Linked DNA regions of Gossypium hirsutum: region 2 is linked to region 1. The links are chromatin contacts, called in public Hi-C maps. All regions are on one chromosome and are shown on one strand. Each heading gives the region's core, a stretch centred on a gene start, on an enhancer-like site or on the middle of the called end of the contact. The rest is flanking DNA. Distances are from core to core; before and after follow the strand shown.

Region 1 (7,232 bases), core at 3,294-5,793:
TTTCTTGCTCAAAAACTCTGTAACTGATTCAAAGCTCAAAATTCAAAACCCCATCAACCCATTTACCACAAACAACAAATTCCAACCTGAAACTGAAATCCCTTACTATTGAAACAAGCAACCTGAAATCCCTTACAATAAACAAAAATGCCCAACAATTCAAAAAAAAAAAAGCTTAGCTTTCTAACCCTAAATTGCCCTAAAATAATCGGATCAACCAATCGACCAATTTTTTTTCGAAAACTCATCTTTTTCATAGCTCCCTACTAGTGAAATACAAGCAGGGAAGCAAAGAGATGAAATTCTCACAATGAAGGTGAGATTGAGGGGAATAACCTTATCGTCTCAATTTTGGGGAAGCTTTTTACAATGTCGAGATCTCTGTCGATGATGATCGTAGGATGAGAATAACTAAACGGGAACGAGGAGACAGAGTTGGGGTGTGGTAACTTGAGGTGTTTGCTGAGGGAGGGTGGTAAAGGGCGATTATGGGAGGAGGTGGAATGGGAGATGAATGAAATTCTGTCGAATGGAGGATTCGGTGAACCAAGCTATTTATCACCGAATCATCCAAGAATAGTTTGATTATTCATGGCAACCAAACGTGCTGTAATGAAACAAAGCGTTTCATCCAAGCTAATCTGTACCGTTATTTTCCATTTTATATTTTCTATTATTTTTCCTATATATAATGGTTTGTAATTGCTAAGGGGTTATGAATTCGTTACACATAGAGGTGTGCATGGGCCGGGCGACCCGGCCCGGCCCGAAGACCCGCCTGAAAAATAGGAGGGTTTGGGTAAAAATATAGGCTCGAAAAATGGGTTTGGATAAAAAATGAGGCCCGTTTAGAAAATGGGTCGGGTCTCGGGTAAGATTTTTTTTGGCCCGGGACCGGCCCAATTTTAATATTAAATTTTTTTAATTTTTTTAATTTTTAATTTTAAGTAACTTTAGTACTTTTACTTTACTCTTTTGTTGTTTTTAATGTTATTTTGATATTGTAAAACTTTTGTTATTAATATAATTTGGTTCTTAATTTAGTTCTAATTTGTTTCAATTTTTCAATTTTAATATAATTACTTTTTATTATATTTTTAATTTATGTATTATTTGAAGAATTGTTTTAGTCTCATTTTTTATTTGTTTTTTGTTTTAATATTTGTTTTTATGTTTTAGATGTACTTGATTTATTATATTTTAAAGTTTTTTATTTAATAAAAAAAGTAAAAAAAAATTAATATGACCGGACCGAGTCGGGCTCGGGCTTATCATTTTTTTCTCAAGTTAGACTTGGACAAATTTCTAAGCCCATATTTCGAGCCGGGCCAAGCCCGACCTTGAAAACGGGCCAAATTTTTTTTAATGGGCCCACCCAGCCCGGTACATGCACAGCTCTAGTTACACTCATAATTCTTTTTTTCTCTCTATCTCTTTCCTTCTCCGGTTACTCTTTTCTTCTTCTTCCTTCTTCTTTCTTCTTCTCTCTCTGGAATTTCTCTTTTCCTTCCCTTCATTCTCTCCCATTTTTGGCTTCTTGGTTTTTTTTCGTAACAAAATGTATCAGAGTTTCAATCAATTCTCCATGGCTGGTGATGAATTGAATCGAGCCCTTTTGGTCACAATCTATCATATGCTTTACCTTATTACTATAGAAGTGCTCCATCAGGTTTTTTCACCTCATGGATTTGTGCAGAAGATCGTCACATTTCAAAAATCGGCTGGTTTTTAAGCACTGATCCAGTTTGAAGGATGCTTGAATGTTATCTTAGTTAGAATTTCTCTACAAGGCTGTAATATTTATGATGACTGTTGTCAACTTGACATAGAGTTTTACGGTGCTTGTGCGGCGATCCAGGGGTTATGTGCGGGTGAGAATGTGATTGGTACGTCTTTGGCAGTACCTCAAACGTCGGTTTTCAAATATGAAAATAGTGATGGGGATGGTGGTGTGGTGGAGGTAAAAAGGTTTAATAATCGTAACGCTCCGCCGTTTGATTAGGCACTGATGGTACTGATTGACACGAATGAGTATCCCGCGATCCTTAAGAACAAGCTCCATCAAGCCTGCGCTGCTATTGCTTTCTTTCGTGCATTGACTGTAAAGGTAAAAGGTTCATTTTTGCAAGTCAAAAATCAAGTGCTTCAATTGGATCTGATGTTCAAGGTTCCTCTGGTACTAGAACAAGGTGAACTTGATGTTAGTATTTTGGTTGTTTCAACTACACAAAAAATGTCAGGGACATGAGTGAGGCATGCCATAACTGGGACAAATGATAGGTGTACAGTGATGGGTAAGGTTCCTCCAAATGAATGTTCTTTCAATGGAGTGCCAGTAAAAAACGATCCAATGGATGATTTCGATAGGATTTCAGGTGATTCTGTTGTTGGGAATTTAATGGCTTCTACTCTAATTTTGTTCATTGGCATTCGGTTAGATTTGATAACCCTAGAAAAATCCCTACTTTAGATTACTTAGGCAGTAAGCTATTCAAGAGTTCCTCAATTGTCTATGCTTGTTGTAGTCCATACATGCATGAAGAAAGTGTGGTTTTGTTAGAAAATGGTACATCTATTCTTGTTTGATTTAACTAATTGTGTTAATTGTCAGAGACTCAATGACTATGTTAAAGGTAGTAAACTTAGAGTTTTATGGGATGATTCGAGTGGTACAGAGAATTATAAATGGTTGGGTATTGAGTTCAATTGGCATCCTAGGATTTTAGTTGTTGCCCGATCAGATGTTGCTTTGTTACTTGATTTTAAGCGTAATAAGTGTAATGTAAACTGTTTAGCTAAGATTGAGATGTTGAGCCCATATGATGTAGTTGATGAGGATCAGTTCCTAGCGTTTTCTAGAGTAGGAGCTGATGGGTTTTAGTTTGTTTTGGCTTCCAAAAGTTTATTTCTTCTTTGCGAAGTGCACAAACCAAGGGTGCCATTGTTGTGTTGGGCTCATAATCTAGATAATCCATGCTTCATTGATGTGATTAGGTTATCAGAATTAAGGTCACAATTTAGGGATGATACATATCAGTGGGAAACTGAATCAAGTTTTTGCATAATATTGGGATCATTTTGGAATTGTAAGTTCAGGCTGTCTTCAATTAATGAAAGATCTGTTGCTATAAAAATTTCAAAGTTTTGCAAACCCTTTTTAGCAGGGATATCTTGAAGTTGGTGTGCGAGTCAGATGAATTTGGTGGGTTAATTTTGATTAGGCTAATGTCTTCAGGGAAGAATGAAGCTCAACGATATTGTGCCTCATGTGATTTGGTGCAGAATTTTGATATAGCTCACAAAGAACCATTGTTCAATTTTGAGGATAGCTTACTATACTCCTCATGTGACGATGAATATGAATTTCCTAAAAGGTTTAAGTATTTGAACCTTGACTATTTTCATGGTTGTTTGAATGACAATCTTGCGCAAGGCCTAGGTTCTGAGATGCAGAAGTCTCATAAGGATTTTCATCAGGAGTAATTTAACTTAGACTTTCATGAAATTTTGTGTGAGAAGTTGATGGTCTGTAGATTTGGTTGATTCAGGTCCTCTCTTGCACTTTCTTTTGTCTTTAATGTGGGCAACTTTTCCTTTGGAACTTTTACTACTAGCTTTCTTTAGCTATCCTAAGCTAGTTGATGTGCCCTTCGATGGCATGGCCATGCCTCTGCAATTTTCAGTTGCTCTAGGCTTTTCCCGGCTGCCTCCATTCCTACTAGGGAGGCCACGCCTCAACACTTAGTGGTCGCATAAAATGCAACTTGATGATTCGCTTGTGGGTCACGTTCTTCCTCTCCCCATTCTACTTACACTTCATGAGTTTTGTAATGGCTGTCTTAATTTAGAGAAAATGTGTAGATTTCCATTAAACACGGAGTTTGGCCTTAGGTTCAATGAAGTCATGTGGGTTGTTGCAGAAATGGTTGTATCAGATTCTATCTTGCATAACAATGATGAAACTTTCCCTCTTATTGATCACAGGGATGAGATGTGGGTTAACTATCAATGGCCAAAACAATTCCTTTTATACCATCCAGTTGCAGGCGAGTCGCATGGTAACCGTATTTATAATAATGTGAAATTTACTACCATGGGTACCAAAGTGCATAAGGTTACTGATCCTAATGACACAATGGATGGTGTTGGGCTAGAACTGTTTGATGATCTATATCCCATTGAATTGAAGTTTGATGTTCTTGTCATGAACTTTGTACTTATGGATGTCCTATGCTTGATTGAAGAATGGGTATTTATGGTTATCCTATTGAACATTCAAGCACTTTTCCTCACTTTGATCCTTGAGGACAAGGATATTTTTGAGGTGGAGGAAATTTTTATAGGTTAAAATGAAGACTAGGCACCGTACTGTTATTTTCCAATTTTTATTTTTCATTTTCTGTTATTTTTCCCTTATATAATGGCTTGTAATTGTTGAGGGGGTTGCATAGAATTCCTCTTTCTTTTTCCTTCTCTTTCCTTCTCCGATTTCTCTCTTCTTCTTCTTCTTCCTTTTTTTCTCTTTGGAATTTCTCTCTTCCTTCCCTTCCTTCTCTGCCATTTTTGGCTTCTCGATTTCTGTTCATAACAGACTCATACGGGTTTAGTCTATTAAGAATTGTTTGCAGTTGGACAAAACATTAAAGTGAAGATGACTTCGTTAAAGAGACTAAGAGCATGGTTAGTAAATTTTTCCTCAATAGAAGTCTATTTTATTGAAAGAAAATGAAGAAAGCAACAATTACGCAAATAGAAGAAACAAAAGCTGAAAAAAGAGAACACAATGCGACAGCAAAAACGCCGCAACAAATTAGACATAAATCGTGCTGCCAATGATTAAAATAAATGAGTTGATTAAAGGCATAAATCCCCCGGCCAATAATTAAAAATAAATGATTTTTCAGTTATGTTTGGTTGAGTTGCTTGGAAAGTGGTAGTCGATATATTATATAAAATCAATTCTCAAAAGAGTTTTATACATTAAATAGGGTTGGAATACACCATTTCTAATTAAATGAGGGTAAAATAAGAAATAATTATTTCTAATTAAATGAGAGTAAAATAAGAATGCCAAAAACCAAGGATGAAATAAAACTACTGAATTCAATAAAGAAAAAAAAATGGAACAGTTACATTATATATAATCACTAAAACCATCCGTTTCACCTTAAATACTATCTCAGCACCAAAAGGAAACACCTTTTCAATATTCAATATTTGGAATAAAGGAAAGCTTTTAGCTTGGCATCATATTTACTATTAATGTTATTATGGTAACTTCTTATGAATGCCTCCTACTAAATACCTATTATCGTTTCAGTTTCTTGATTTTTAAACCTTGATTACTTCTTCCATAATTATCTCCTTCGCTCGATTTTTTTTTACGGCTTTGCATTTTTGTTTTTATCTTCCATGATTTCTTTGGCATATTCCTTGCATGTATTGCATATTTGAAGGGAATATCTTAATAAATTTTCTTTTTCATCTAACTATAGCAATAGAAAATATCTTTGCTTTGCATAGATTTCATCTTTTATTGTAATTTATTTTAGAAAATAATTTTTTTTTAGCTTTAAATTTTTTTTACATTATACATAACAGCTCACTTTTAGCTAATTCTTCTTAACAATGAGATTAGTAAAATATTCTTTTACGACTTTATTATTTTGTTTTTATCTTCCATAATTTCTTTGGCATATTCCTTGCATGTTTGAATGGAATATCTCAATAAATTTTCTTTCTCATCTAACTATTATAATAGAAAATATCTAATTTGCGTCTATGGTTGCTTTTCTTAGATTTCCTCTTTTATTATAATTTATTTTAGAAAATAATTTTTTATTCAGCTCTAAATTGTTTTTACTTTATACATAACAACTTACTTATAACTAACTCTTCCCAACAATGAGGTTAGTAAAATACTTTTTGACGGGTTTATATATATATATATTTATATTCCGTGATTTTTTTAGCATATTCCTTGCATGTCTTACATGTTTGAATGGAATATATCAATAAATTTTCTTTCTCATTGTTATACATGCCCTTCGCCAGTCAGACACGTGTCACTACCAAACACATTGTTGACTTTGGCATTGACTCCACCTTAAGTAGTACCCATTTTCAACCACTTACTCAAGTAAGAAGACACCCACTCATATTTGAGTCTGAACACAATTCTAAGACAATAAGGAGTCTATTTAGGTATAACTACCTTATACTCATAATTTCTTTTTATATACGGACATGATTAGCCTTTACGCATTTTGTGAGGCTAAATGTATATCCTACCATATCATATCAATGGAAAACGGAACCTTTCTTATAAGTACCCTGAAAAAAGATGTAGAAAGGATCGATTCCCTAGCACAAGTTACTCCAAGCAATCATCTCTTTGGTTAGCCTATTCGCTTGTCCTTGTTCCGACTCTCAGTCTCTTTAGGTGAATTGACCTCCATTGCACCATTGTGATCTTCTCATTTATCTTCTTTATCAACCTCTCTTGTTGTACCTGGTACCAACAATTGGTGTAATAAGTATGGATCGAAAATGTTTTATAATGAAAATTATGCTACCCACAATCCCATCAACAAAAACAATAACATCAACCCTGCCAATTCCTCCACTCCAATGAATGATAGTAATACCACCAATACTGAACTTCCCCAACCCAAACCAAGATGCCAACTCTCCTAGCCATGGTCCTCATGGAAGCCTTAAGCCAACTTCTAAATACCCTCAATTCTCCCTCAGCTAATCCAACCACTATAGTCTACCTTTCAATTCCCAACACTCTATCATCCTTTGCTACCTCGCAAGATCCCAAAAATGACCACATAAAGAAAATTCTCTCTTGTTTGGCTTCTAAACCTCATTTTATTGTTGCGACTAATCTTCTAGATCAAGTTTCCCAACAACATCTCCTTGGCTCTCAACACCATGTCACTGAGATGTAAGAAAAAATGCAACTCATGGAGGAACAAACTTCTGGTTTAACAACATCAGTTCTAGGAACAACAAGAGCTTTAACGCCAACTTGATAAGCAAAATACCCGCAATGAATGGTTGATCGCAAAGTTATGCACAACCAATGATGCTATCAAAACTAGTGATTTGCCCCTTCCACTAGAACCAGAAGGTACGATCTACTGTTGAAAAAAGTAAGAAGAATCATAATGATAATGAAATAGTATAAGATCTTCAACTTATTAATTGTTCGAAGTAAGAACCTT
Region 2 (7,232 bases), core at 3,037-5,536, 160 kb after region 1:
AGATATGATATGCAATCTTAGAAGATATGATTTTGTAATCTTAGAAATTTAATTTGTAGATACCTTTTAATCTTAACCGTTGATGTAATTGATATGTACCGTTAGATTTGAGACTGCTTAACTATAAATAGAGGCCTCTCCCCTCATTGTAAAACAACTTGACTTCACTGGAGTTTTGGGAAAGCAATAAAAATTCTTGAATGTATTCATTCAAATTTCTGTCCCTCTTACGTTCTTATTCTATGTGGTTTGTTCTTATTTTATTTTTCGTCTATCTTAATTTTTCAACCTTTTTTTTATTTTAATTTCTTCATTTTTCAAATATGTATATTTATTCCTATCTTTTATACATTTGATTATGTATTTTATATATTATAATATTTAACTTTTTTATATAATTTATTTTCAAATATATATTTTCTATGCATGTATATATATTATATTATCATTTCATGTATTTTAAACTATTGCATTATATTTTTTATAATTTGTAAATATTCTATTTATTCATTTTTTTAGTGTATGTCATTTATCTTATTTATGCATAGTTTCATTTTTTTATGCTATGTTTAATTATTTCTTTTATGTTCTATTTTATGATATATATTGTTATATAATTTTTACATGTATTATATTTTTCTTTTAGTTTACTCATATTTTTATTTATTTATTATCTTATATTTACCCTAGTATGATTTTTTTTATTAAACGTATACTCATGTTATTTAGTTTTGTCTTAATGATATTATTTATGTTTGTATAAAAAAGTTAGAATATTTTATACATCTATACTTCATGATGCATTAATATGTCATCCTAAAACGTTATTTAAAATAATACTCCAAGAATTTTTTTAAAAAAAATAAAAAACAATACTTGATGTTTAAAAACTTCGAGAAATAATGCCCTAACATGTTAAGTTACGATTTCTCGTTTGTCTAAATGCTTAAAGTATCATTCTAAATAGATTTTGTAAATCACGAGATAATTTCAATTACGAAAGTTTAAGAATATCATGTCTTTAACATGTTGGATGTAATGTTTATATTCTTTTAGAGCTAAAAAATTTCAATTTTTTTAACTTAAATAATTCCAATTAAAAAAAATCTTATTTTTTAAATCCTTTCAAGTTTTTGACATTAAGACAAAAATCTATTCAATTTGGTACCAATTTTTAGAGTTGCAAGAGTGCTAATCCTTCGTAACCGACTCCCGAACCTATTTTTCTTAATTTTAATAGACTACAACATTTTATAAAATGATCCAATCACACCTAAAAAGATTGATAACGACTCCCGTTTTCATTTTTCAAAAATCAATTTGCGTTTTTCAAACATCACTTTAAAAAATAGTTTCGACCTCGATGCTGTTTCAGTGTTGAAGATAGCCTCCACGTCTTTCGTCACGGTCTTATATCAACAGAAGTGTGGCAAAAGTTACAGCTTTCCTGGGTAATTAATACTGCGAGTCAAAATATTTGGGAGTGGCTAACCTAGGTTTTCACGAGAGGGAATGATGAACAATGCCAGCTTTTCTGCTATGCTTTGTGGTTAATCTGGTTTTCCAGAAATCAATTTATTCATGAGAGAAAGAGCACGACTGGCACAGATCTAGCAAAAAGCGTACAGAGACATATGGAGGAATACGAAGGAATGCGATCAAAAAAGAGTCATGTTAATACCATCAAAAACCAAAGCGCTCAGGAAGACTCACCAAGTTTGACGGTTAAGTTTGATGCAGCTTTTAATGGCAGAAATTTCAAGTCAGCGACAGGTCTGGTAGCGTGGGGGATTAGGGGTGAACTATTGGCATTAAAGTCGAACCTTCACAGCAACGTGTCCGCATTTGCAGCAGAAGCATATGCATGTTATGAAGCCATTAAGTTAGGGATTTCCATGGGTTTGCAATCGGTTAAAATCATGGGGATTCCAGAACAGTTGTTAAAAAGTGTAAAACAACAACAAAAGACAAATCAGAGATCGGAGCGATTATCAGAGATATTCAAAATACAACAACCAGATTTCAAGAGATCCACTTCCAGTATATCCACAGAACAGAGAACTTGAGAGCTCATAGAATCGCAAAGAACACACTTGCAAGAGGAGAAAGATCGTACCTGACGGGAGAAGAACTACATGACCAGGCGTTCGGTTCGGCGGGGCGATGGCCACGATGCCCAGACTGAAGGACCTTTGAGACAAATGAGACTCACAACCAGATAGCAGAAATGATTTATTTTTCTCTTTGGGAATTGCTATCATCAGAACGGGTGGTTTTTGAAATGAAAATGCGAGTAGTTTTAATGGATGCCAGTAGTTTGAGTTGACCGGGGTGGATGCGTAGGTTTCCTGTTTTCTTTTCATTATCATTTATTGCTTCTGTCGTTCTTATCCAGTTAATAGTTCTTTTCTTTTTTTAATTCCTTTAGGAGGCCTCCACTATTAAACTGTCCAGTAAGGCCGTTCTTCTTTTGTATGTTCCTAGCCAGAGTAGGATTGAGCCCAATTGATCTGTTTGGGCCTATTTTAGTTTTCTTTTTCCAAATAAAGTACCCGGCCAATTTTAATTTCAAAAAAAAAAAATTATTCCCAAGATTTCGCATCATGAATTAAGGATTGTAATGTTTTTAATATTTGGGTTATGGATTGGAATATTTTAATGTTTTGTAACTACTTTGACTTTAGTTTAGTGTATTAGTCTTTCAATAATGTTTTAAAACATTCCAAGTTTTAGAGTCAATAAAATTAGCTTTGCTAATCTTTTAATTGAATTTGTAATGTATAATGAATGTTTAAGATATTATCTATCTATAATATATATAAAAGCATGAATTTAGATAAAGTTTTGAATAAATAAAAATATTCTCTCTCTTTTTTTATCATATTATTAGATTGACAACTAAAAATAATAATAATTTAATTTAAAAGTTTTAGTTTTCATTTAAGTATTGTAATAATTACAAATTGTATTGACATCTAAATATTAATATAAAGTTAACTTCAAGTAGTATTTGTGATCACTATTAAGTGTTGGGTGCACTGGTAAGACCTATTACATTCTCAAAGGAATGTAAACTCAAATTTTGGAGACAAGATTATTGAAAATGGTAGTCACAAATCCCAAACACTATATGTAAACCAGATATAGCGAATAAAAAAAAGTATGGTAATTAAAAATTTTACTTATACCGAAAAATTTGATTTAAGCTTTAAATATTTAGTAAATTTGTTAAAAAATATTTTTGAAAGGATAAAATGTTTATTGTAGATTTGATATTATAAAGTAAAAAATATAAATTTAAATAATATTCAAATTTATAATATTATGATATATAAAATACATCAACTTAAATTATTATAAAAAATATTAAAATACTTTATTGTAACTCATTATTAATATTTTAATATATGAGACATAAATTTTAAATTTATTTTAAGTAATAAATATAATTTAATTTAAATCTTTTAATTGATATTTAAATCTAATTATAATTTAATTTAAGTTTATTAGAGGCAAAGTACTATGTTAAATCAATTAAAAGAAAGATTGTTGTAAAATTGAGTTTTATTTTATCCATTAATTATCACTTAATTAATATTAGAGAATATTATCAAATAGTTAAACACATTCAATCAAGTAGCAAACGGAGATAATTAGTAATAATAAGTTAGTAGTCGAATCATATTCGAACAACAATAGTATCGAAAAGAGATTGAAAATTTATTTAATTGATTATAAGGTAATATAACATTAAATTTGTCCTCTTAGTTCCAAATTTCTATATTAATTTTAATAATTTATATATTAATTCAATTTTATTTTATCTAATTATTTAATATTTTATTATCAATTATTTTCTGTTTTTCATTACTTTTTAAACAGTTTATTCTCTAAATTATTTATCAAAAATAGTAGAATTTTATTATAAATTATACCTATGTTCATTTAATTAGTAAATATATATATTTTAAATTGTAGAATTATACCATTTAAAGAATTAGAAATATAAACACATAAAAAATTACGTATAATATTTTTTAAAATTCTGATTAATTTTTTCAAAATTTTTCATCTTTTAAAATTTTTTGAATATTAAATTAGTGAAACCGATTGGATTTTGCAAACCATGATTCTCTTATTAATAAAGCATGAAATTAACACGAGTAAAATAGTTTTTTCTTAATTGAAAAAAAATAACTTTTAAATTTTATAAAAATGTAATAAAAAATTAGCACTCATTAAAAAATAGTATATATTAATATAAATAATAAAGGGGTGATAAAGAAAAAGGAAAAAAAATAGCAGTCATGAGAAATTTCTAACCAACTTCTCCTCCAAATTAATTTTTTCAAAAATTCCCTGATTATTATTGTCAACGAACTTCTGCGTTGGAAAAACTGTCCCAAAAAGAGCCATTAAATTCCATTTCCTCTTTAATCTTGGGGTCATCGGTAAGTATCCTAAATTTCATATTCGTTTTCTCTTCTGAATTCAAAGGCTGGGGTTTCCTAGTTCCTTAGCTGAAAACCCTAGCCTAATTCACTTTGTAGGAATTTTTAAAAGCTTGATGTTTTATTTTAGATAAAGAGATTTTATTTATGAGTAATAATTGTCTTTATGTTTCAAAAAGTCCCAAATTTCATGGGATTTTCAATGGATTATCTGCCATTATTCTACTGTTCTTTTTTTACACCCGGGTTGATTTCTTAAGGAACCCTCACATTAGCCAATCGTCTGGGCTTATTAATTATAATTTGAATCAAAGAACCGTACTTGATCACGTCGGTATAATTCGTCGAAAAATTAGCGAACTTGATGCCAGTTCGTCAAATTTAGCTTTTGGGAAGGGCCAGCAGAATGAGTTGAATGTAAGCTTGGGCCATCCTGTTTTCTGTACCGGATTGAATAATCATCAGGGTTTTGCTAATCAATGTGAGTTCCTGGAATCGAATCCACAGTGTTCTTCAGATGGATTCTTTGATTACATTAAGTTCTTCTATTGTGGTTGTGGAGAATTTAGGATAGTGGGCTATTTGATATTGGGTGTTTGGCTTGTTTCTTTGTTTTATCTTTTGGGTAACACTGCAGCGGACTACTTTTGCCGTTCATTGGAGAAGCTTTCATATCTGCTTATGTTGCCTCCAACTGTTGCTGGGGTTGCACTCCTTCCGTTGGGAAATGGGGCACCGGATGTGTTTGCAAGTATAGCTGCATTTTTGGGGACGGATACAGGTGGAGTGGGTCTTAATAGCGTGTTAGGTGGTGGAGTTTTTGTTACTTGTGTTGTTGTAGGGGCTGTCTCCCTTTGTGTAGCGGGGACCAGGGTTCAGATTGATAAAAGATGCTTCATTAGGGATATCTGTTTCTTCCTTTTTATGCTCATGTCACTTACAATGATATTGATAATTGGCAAGGTGAGTATTTGGGGTGCCATTGCATTTGTCATGATCTATGTGATTTATGCATTTTCTGTGGTTGCAAATGAGATTCTGTGGAAACATACTGGGGGGTTGAAATTGGATGTTGTTACACCATTGCTTCCTGTCCGAGGAAATCTGTTTTCACAAGGAAACGAAGAGGATACTTTTCTTTATAGTTATCTGCTGGACGTGGACACTGGAAATGATCCACCCCATCTACCTAGTTCCCTGCCACAATGGATGTGGGCTTCAAATGTTGCTATATATTCCAATCAATTCATGAAAGCCAGTCCATTAGCTGAAGACAGGCCTCCATGGGGTTGGACTGAAGAGGGCATGGAAACTAATGAGTCACCATTCTCTTGCTCTATATTATTATCGCTCCTGGAGTTGCCGCTGACAGTTCCAAGGAGGCTAACAATTCCTCTAGTTGATCAGGAATCATGGTCAAAACCATATGCTGTGGCTAGTGTTTCATTGGCTCCTGTTCTGTTAGGATTTCTGTGGAATAGCAAAGGTGATGTGGGCTTTGAGAGTCGAGTGATCACATGGTGTCTCAGTGTTGCAGCTGGTTGCACACTTGGTATTCTTGCATGTAAGCATACTGCATCCGATCATCCGCCTCGGAGGTTTTTAATTCCATGGGTATTTGGGGGATTTTTTACGAGCATTGTCTGGTTTTATATGATTGCGAATGAGCTTGTTGCTCTGTTGGTAGCATTTGGTGTGATATTTGGAATTAATCCTTCCATTCTTGGAGTAACTATTCTGGCTTGGGGCAATTCAATGGGTGATTTGGTGTCAAATGTTGCACTGGCAATGAATGGTGGTGATAGTGTGCAGATTGCAATGTCTGGCTGCTATGCGGGTCCTATGTTCAACACACTTGTTGGTCTGGGCATCTCATTGCTGCTTGGAGCTTCATCAAAGAGTCCTTCCTCATACTTAGTTCCTCAAGATAGCAGCTTGTTTTACACCATGGGCTTTCTCATGTCTGGACTAATCTGGGCACTTATAGTTTTGCCTCGAAATGACATGAGACCTAGCAAGATATTAGGATTGGGTCTTATAATGCTTTATCTGATATTTCTTTCTCTCAAGGTGAGCAGTGCTTTGGGACTTACATCACTGCGTGGTTTAAGCTGATTCGTTTTATTGGCTGTAACTAGGTCGACCAGGTAAACTGACATAGTAGAAATGATTTGTCAGATTGATTGGTTAGTTTTCAGTTTCCAAGTACTATATCAACTTTCAGATTTCTATGGCAGAGAAAGCCATTGTTGTAAGATTTACTTAGATAGGCAAATGATATATAACTCACTGTGGGCTCGCAGTGCTTGTTGGAAAAATCTGTCAAACCATTTCATCAGTAAATTCTGTCAATACCAATTCCCTGTTGCATATAACTGGTGTGTCCTTACGGTTTTCAAATAATATTTCCTCGGTGCTAGGTTTGATCTTCATTTAAGGTTCTTTTTTCTAACATCTGATTCTTTGTTTATGGATTGAAGATAGCAGAAATGACCATTAGTTGTGGGCGCTTGTTTGAATGTGGCAACTCATATATAGCTTTGCCTTCGATTGACACTATATTTAAGGAAACAGTTTGCCAACTACGATGTAACCCTGTTCTCTTTCATTCTCCTTTCTGGTTTTGACTCTTCCTCGCCCTCTGCCTTGTGCTAAGCTGTAAGCATCTTTCTTTAAGAAAAAAAAAATCTGGAATTGAGATGATTTTGTGGCTGCATAAGCCCTCTTTATAACTTAGTAGGATAAGATTCCGTAAATGGAACCATCTTCTTAGAGAAAGAA

The links. Hi-C and Micro-C count contacts between places; a contact is called where the count stands out from the background.
Region 2: a Hi-C map of leaf shows a contact between it and region 1, with 2.5 times the contacts expected there. The contact joins the promoter of LOC107962273 here to the enhancer-like site in region 1. A contact is called at or near these places in 9 of 34 Hi-C or Micro-C datasets (anther, callus, hypocotyl and 2 more).

What each region holds. Positions count from the first base shown.
Region 1 is chrA06:113,963,893-113,971,124 of Gossypium_hirsutum_v2.1, forward strand. It overlaps LOC107962269. Among protein-coding and RNA genes, the nearest start is that of LOC121231563, 10 kb to the right of the region's middle. Within about 2 kb of position 4,544, at least 3 of the 9 cell types and tissues checked have an H3K27ac peak or open chromatin away from gene starts, as enhancers often do.
Region 2 is chrA06:114,120,036-114,127,267 of Gossypium_hirsutum_v2.1, forward strand. It overlaps LOC107962273 (cation/calcium exchanger 4), which reads left to right and starts at 4,287. Exons shown (of 1, transcript XM_016898589.2): 1 at 4,287-6,883. The coding sequence starts at 4,599. The coding sequence ends at 6,566. It overlaps LOC107962272 (a long non-coding RNA gene), which reads right to left and starts at 2,598. Exons shown (of 2, transcript XR_005928690.1): 1 at 2,117-2,598.